Linked DNA regions of Zea mays: region 2 is linked to region 1. The links are chromatin contacts, called in public Hi-C maps. All regions are on one chromosome and are shown on one strand. Each heading gives the region's core, a stretch centred on a gene start, on an enhancer-like site or on the middle of the called end of the contact. The rest is flanking DNA. Distances are from core to core; before and after follow the strand shown.

What was found. Hi-C and Micro-C count contacts between places; a contact is called where the count stands out from the background.
Region 2: a contact with region 1 is called in a Hi-C map of leaf, with 5 times the contacts expected there. The contact joins the promoter of LOC103654600 here to the promoter of LOC100274044 in region 1. A contact is called at or near these places in 2 of 25 Hi-C or Micro-C datasets (endosperm and leaf).

The regions. Positions count from the first base shown.
Region 1 is chr4:216,929,399-216,932,867 of Zm-B73-REFERENCE-NAM-5.0, forward strand. LOC100274044 reads right to left here and starts at 1,546. Exons shown (of 8, transcript NM_001148425.2): 1 at 1,304-1,546; 2 at 1,034-1,155. The coding sequence starts at 1,364. It overlaps LOC103655902, which reads left to right and starts at 1,530. Exons shown (of 2, transcript XM_020552321.2): 1 at 1,530-1,615; 2 at 2,321-3,469. The coding sequence starts at 1,530. The coding sequence ends at 3,071.
Region 2 is chr4:217,170,913-217,174,381 of Zm-B73-REFERENCE-NAM-5.0, forward strand. It overlaps LOC103654600 (DUF724 domain-containing protein 2), which reads right to left and starts at 1,531. Exons shown (of 7, transcript XM_008681438.4): 1 at 297-1,531. The coding sequence starts at 1,358.

The sequences.
Region 1 (3,469 bases), core at 296-2,795:
CATTTAAACGTTGAAACGTCTTTTCAGACTTGACATAGAACTTCAAATATAGAATAAGTTCATAGATAAGTTGAGTACTTGAGTTCACAAACCAAATAGCATAAAAGGAAACAGATCACGTTCAACACAAGTTCAACCACACAAGCTATAACTTGTATCTATGATCAGTAACCATCATCCAACTCATCAATATCAAGACCTAAAAGAATGATTCAGTGTGACTCAGTGACTGTGAGCAAAATCAAAATAGAGCCTAAAACATAGGAGCTGGCTGCTGGGGATGGACCGACTGGAAGGCTTAGGCGTTAGGAACTTAGGGTTTTTCCATCTTTTGGCCCAGGAAAGGAAAAGCCCACAACGAGTAGAACGTCCTAAACGCAAGTAAAACGTCTTAAAACGCACAGAGGACGTTTAAGCGTCGTTTAAATGCGTGAAACGGACGTTCTACTCCATTTTGGTAAAACGTTCGGACGTTTCAACTTTTAATCACGTTTTGTCGTTTAAACGACGCTTAAACGACGTTTAAGCGACGTTTTAATAACAATGCCACAATCAATCCATCAATTGAAATACTGATCGCAATTACAGAGGAGGAATCAGTCCACTAACAACATGTGCAGCAACAATGAATATTATTCATCAAAATAACTAGAAACTATACCGTGACTGATTATCCTAGGCTGTATTGGTGGCTATTGGCTAATGTTGAATTTCCTTTGCTTTCAGAACTACTGAAATCTATGTACAGATGAAACTATATGAACCCAATCAGAAAACTGGACGCTAAAACATTAATGCGCAAATGCTGTTTAAAATTCAGCAGATTGACGAGTGAAAAAAGAAAAAACATTACTATCCCTATAGGGACTAGAAGACGTGATTGCACGCTTGCACACAGGGTCTGCTCAGATATTAGTCAATGCCATCCCCATAAGGCCAATTAACCTATGTGAAATTCACCATCACCGCAACACATACAACTCACAGCATTTTCACAGGATCATGGCGAGAAAAGGGTGTACTCAGAATATACCTGGGTGGCTGCAGACTGGCCCAGAATCTCGTCCAGCTGCCGGCGAGCCACTATGAGCCGCCCAACCGCTCTTCCAGTCATCCGCCCGGCCGTCCTCGCAATCTTCACCATATCACTGGGCTCTGAACAAAAGCGAGGGAATCGGGGTCAGACCGAAACATCAGTTCCAAAACGTGCCGATCCCGCCATCGCCTTCCCGTCAGTCGCCGCCATCGACAGCCGCCGCCGAATGGCCGAAGCGGAAATAGCGCGCGGAGTTTGATTACTCACTCATCATGACGGAGCAGGCCCCGAGGACGACCAGCAGCTGTCCGGTCGAGAACCCCAGCATCTTCGCACGGACAAGTCGCCGCTGGGACGGGGCGGAGGATCCACGCGGCCGTTCCGGCACACGCGCACGACGGCGGCGGCTGTGCGTGACGCGGCGATGAGAGGGAGAGACAGAAAGATGACGTGGGCAAGGAATGGGCCGGGCCTCGGCTAATTGAGGCTGGAAATGGTTGAGCTGGGAGTGGGCTGGCGTCAAGAGGGCTCTCTGATGGGGAGTGTCAACCGGGCTTACATCTTTGCCTCAGTTCTCACGTACCCTTTTATATGTTTAAGGCAAAATTTGATACATACCATTAAAAGATCACATGTATAGAAATTTACCAGCAAAAGATTCACACTTAGATATTTACCATGGAAAGATTGCACGTTAGAGATTTATAGCATTCCGTTCCCTTCCGTCAATCGGATCAATGGGTTTTTTTTTATTTGGAACGATCAACAATTAGAGTATACCAATTTTACCCCTGGCTTTAGTTTTTCCCCTCCGTTCCTTGGCCCCAGGCCAGAATACGACTCCCTCGCGTGAGGCGAGAAAGGAGCAGAGGCCCGATAGGCGACGAGCTGCTCGCGGCCTTCCAGGCGGCGCGCTCGCCCGCGGCCACCCAAGTTTTTGCTGCAGCGGCGTCCTCCACCCCACGCAGTATGCACCTTTCTCCCGTTCTCCCTCATCTTCCTTCCTTGCTTTGGGAGTTCTAAATCCTAGGATTTTCTTCTCTCTTGTAGTGCTCAGGAATCGATCTGAAATTGAGGCGCATGGATACTTCTGAGGTTCCTGAAGGATAATATCCTTTTCCTCTTTGTTGAATCTTTGCAATTTCTTGTAAATTGTACAAAAGTTACTGTTTGTGAGGGGGAATAAATTTGTACAGAATAAATTGATTCATTTAGGACTGGAATTGTCATCAGTTGCTACTTACATTTGTTCTCCCTTCTATGTGTTTGCCATTGCTATTGCAGGATTGATCCGACTAGTGCATGTAGAGTTGAGGTCACTGTCAATTCTTACTTCAGTGTACGAGATGGTAGAAAGGAGTATAACCGGGGTAGGCCAGTAAGCTATGTTGTTGATTCAGAAACATATTCTATCATTGATCTAGAGAAAGATATTGCTTCAGAATTTAAATGGGCCAGTGAACAGCAGGCAAATTTCTGGGTTCTAACAGGAGAGGGTAGTCTGACATGCAAGTTGGCTTCAGATGCACAACTACTTGACTTGTTAAGGACATCCAGAGTAGTGAAGTTGTTCATGGTAGTCGGTAGCCGTGAGCAAAATGTAAGAGAGGAGGAGATGGCTGCTGCTGCAGTGAATATAGGAGACGAGGAGATGCCTACTGCAGTAAATATAGGAGAGGAGGAGATGCTTACTATAGTGAACATGGAAGAGGAGGCGATGCCTATTGCAATGGACCATAATTTGGAGGTACATGATAGAGGATTTACATGGGCAGAAGTACCTGAATATGGGGAAACAATTGGAGGGCCACCAATACTTGAGGAGGAGGAGGAGGAGCATTTCAGAACTATTGGGTGTGATCCTGATGGAGACGAGCCTGTAGGAGTAGATGAAGAGTGGAGGTACTTTAAACGTACGGAACATGTAGTCATTGATCCAGTCGATGTACACAAAAGAAAGAGGGCTGCTCTAGAATTCAGAGACTTTGATATCCAACAGAATGGAAGGGCGTATCCTAGCAAGTGTGTTGCATGAGTTGAACATGAAGAGCCGAGGGCTGCAGTATGGAATCATGAGGACTGGTGCAATGTCTGCTGAGATATCTGGAATAACAAAAGAAGGTAAGAATTGGAGAGTTCCTGTTGACATTGAGAAAAGAACTTGTGGTTGTGGACAATGGCAGATTTCTGGAAAACCATGCACTCATGCAATAGCTCTATTTTGTCAGCTTAAAAAACTTAACATTGAGAACTTTGTAGATGACTACTATTCTGTAGAGAGGTTCAAATTAACTTACCAGTATACAGCTGCTCCATTGGGTGATTAGACTCATTGGCCAAAATTTGACCTCGGGTTTAAAATGATTCCTCCAAAGCTAGAAAGACCTGCTGGTAGACCAAGAAAGAAGAGAATCAAGGCTAGTGGTGAGGCTG
Region 2 (3,469 bases), core at 281-2,780, 240 kb after region 1:
CAAAGCCACAAGCTCAATGAGACGAAAAGCCATTTGGCTGAAGCAGGAGAGTACTACAAATCATATGAAGCGCAATATCACTGTGTCAATGATGAACTTAATTGGATTAATTACTGTACCTACCTCAGACATGTCCTAAAATGAGAAAATGAAGGAACTAAGTTAGGGAAGTCAGAAAGGATCAATCCCAACAAATCTGTATATCATATAGTATCTGCACCTCTCAATACTACAACAGCAGATAATCAGAAATGAGCTAACAAGGACCGCTATGATAAACAGGTTTGTTGCAGTACCTTAGCAGTTGCAATTCTCCATCGGTTGCCATTCCACTTATACCGCGGCTTGAGCAATTCCACCACCTTGGTCACCAGCAGTTCCGCCTTCTTGCCAACAATACTGATGTCATACTCACCCTCGCTGACGACCCTATGGACGACTCCCGGTGACCATGCCCCATCACAGTAGGCCTCCACGGCATCACCAGGCTGGAGCTGGAACTCACCCTCCCCCGGTGTATGCTCAAAAGCCGGCCTGATGAACCGCCAATGCAGATACTCGGTGGCCTTCTCCAGCCCGCCCTCCTCCTCCTCCAGATCAAAGTACTCGACGACGTAGCTGAGGTTGTCGATGACGACCTTCACCGTGGCGGGAAACCAGGAGTCCCCGTACACGTCCCGGTTCCTCACCACCTCGACCTTGTCCCCGACCTCGTAGACCCTGACGGTGCGGCTGGGGCGGACAACCATCGCGACCCGGGACGGGATCCAGTCACCGTCAACGTAGTCGCAGCGGGGGCGGACGAGGCCCGACGGGAACTCGATGACCTCACGGGTGACGGGGAACGCGACGGTGACCCCGGCTCCGGCGGCGGACACGACGATGCCCGACCACCACCCCTCGTTGTGGAACGCCTCGACGATGTGGTGGGGGCGGAAGCGCGGCGGCGAAGACGGGAGCGGCGGCCGCGGGCGGATGTGGGACGGCGCGAAGGGCTCCGCGAGGACGCCTTCGTCGTCGGCCTCGGCGAGGAGGTGCACGTACTTGACGGTGTACCGCGCAGGGTGGCGGTAGCCGCGCGCGGGCGCGAAGTCGAGGACGGTGGCCTCGAACCATGAGCCGTAGAAGCCGTCGTCGTCGACGCGGACCTCGACCTCGGTGCCGACAGGTAAGGGCGTGATCGGGTCCAGCGCGGGGAGCGAGCAATGCCGCCGGGGCGACGCGGACAACGACGACGGCAGGGGGCTGCGCGGAGGCGTGCTCCACCTCAGGCTCCGCGAGCGCACGCTCCCGCGGGGGCGGCTGCGCGGCCTCCGTGCGCCGGCGCCCGGTGGCGCATTGGCGGAGGAGGCCACCATTGGGATCGAAGTATCGAACGGGATTCGGGGGTTTGGGGCAGCTGGGGTTTTCGGTTGGGGTCTTGGGGACTCTGCTCTACAGCGTCGGGCTTTTGCGCCCTCGATGCTGGCGTGATGGGCTCGACCGGCGAAGCCGTAGATCTGATTCACCGACGGGTGGGTCACATCGAACGCAACGGAAGGCTGACCCCACGTGTAAGCATGTTCATGTGCTGTTCGTGTTCCGTTCCTGAGCGAGGCTGTGAACGGAGCGGGAGGCCAAGTGGCGCGGTGCCGGACAACTGGCAGGGTAGTGGGACTACCTGCCAGTACCTGTGAAGTTGTGATACTTTTGGATACGTACCCCTAACAAGAATTCGAGGCTTCGGTGATCGAATCGAAAGTCTGAAGACTATAAGGGCACTAGACACCGTTGCACAGTACTTTAATTATAAAACACAACTAAAATGCAACATAATACAATGAGTATGTCTAAAACATGTGTTTTACATATTCATTGTACCAATCAGAGTATTCAATAAATTAAAGTGATCAATCTGCTAGTCTTTTATCTCGAACATAGAGCTAAGACACCGTGTCTTCGTCATGATACATATCTTGCGTTTTTTACGTTCACCCTCTAGACACATTCGAAGACACAACTCAAGACACCCATTATACATGCCCTAATGGTGATGGAGTTTTTGAAGAGATAAAAATGATCAGTTTACCCATCGTCGTCCCTATATTTAAACTCTACTCTACAAATAATGTAGCCTCAATACAAAATATTATTTTAGGTGATAAGTTGTTGGACACTGTTTTAGGCGAAGAATCCTTCCACATTTCTGATGTCGACCAAATTGTAGTCTTTCCTCATTTTTTGCGTATGTTTGGCCTTCTGACTTCCAAATTTCAGGGATTTCCTGTATTATTACCAAATTGAATTCATCCATCTCAATCTCAACTCCATCATGCATATAGCCATCTTCGCCCATCTTTATGAGTCGTATTTGGGTTCCCCCTTTTTTCCCTCTTTTCCACTAGTACTTGTTTTTCCTCTACCTCCAGCCTAACAAGGAGCAGGCCACAATAGTTGGAGTAGTAGTGGTTTAATTGTGTGCTAGCCACCAATATCTTGATCGCCCTTTAAAAACCTCTCACAAAAACTAACACAAACGTTGGTTTTATGTCATAAATCATGCTCCCAAGCTTCTAGAGTTCTTAGGTTAGCGCCCAACTCCTAGTCGATGAGTGAACCGGCGCTAGCTTATATTGATGTTGTTCTGGCAGCAATGAAGAGGACTCAAGATTTTAAGGATCCCCAACTCAGTATTGTTCACGTGGTCTGGAATTGGGTCTAGTGAAGTGTTCCCCCTTGCGCAAAAATGCGAATTACGATGGGGGTATGTGGGAGAGCCAGCCCCTCTCGGTCCATGCAATAGAAGATGATAATGCCAGAAGTCAGGGCGTACCTCCTCCACCAAATCCTCCACTCCATCGACCCTAAAACTTGCTTTACTAAAGCATACTCATTGATAGAGCCTCACCCAAGGTATGCTTTATAATTTTGCCACCCCATCTTGTGTTCTAAGGGGGTGTTTGGTTACACCCCGCTAAATTTTAGCTCATGACCCATCGAATGTTTGAACCTCCGTTCCGGGTATTAAATGTAGTCGGATTATAAAACTAATTTGTCAGCCAAAGATTAAAAGACGAGACGAATTTAGTCCAGTTGGTTGGGTCTATATTTCATACTCCTATTTAAAAGTCAAACGCTTGATGTGACCCGGGCTAAACTTTAGCAGGAGCAACCAAACACCCCCTAAGTTACTCAACTTTTCAGCTTGAGCGTTCGGTATCATATATTTTTGAACAAAGGTAGTATGAGTCAAGGAGTTAGAAAAAAAATGAAGACGTGTCCCTTACTCCAGCTTCGAGCCCTAGACGCCTCAAGCGTGAATGACCTAACTACTTAACTGACACGTGTAATCGATTTTACCTTCGGAAGACTGCACACATACAGAAATTATTTTTCTTTTTTTCCCTCCTGATTCCATACCGAACGTCGGATCCATGATTTGAGGGCTGGTCCATCGAGTGATAGCTTTAAAATTTGTCAGTTTGGAACT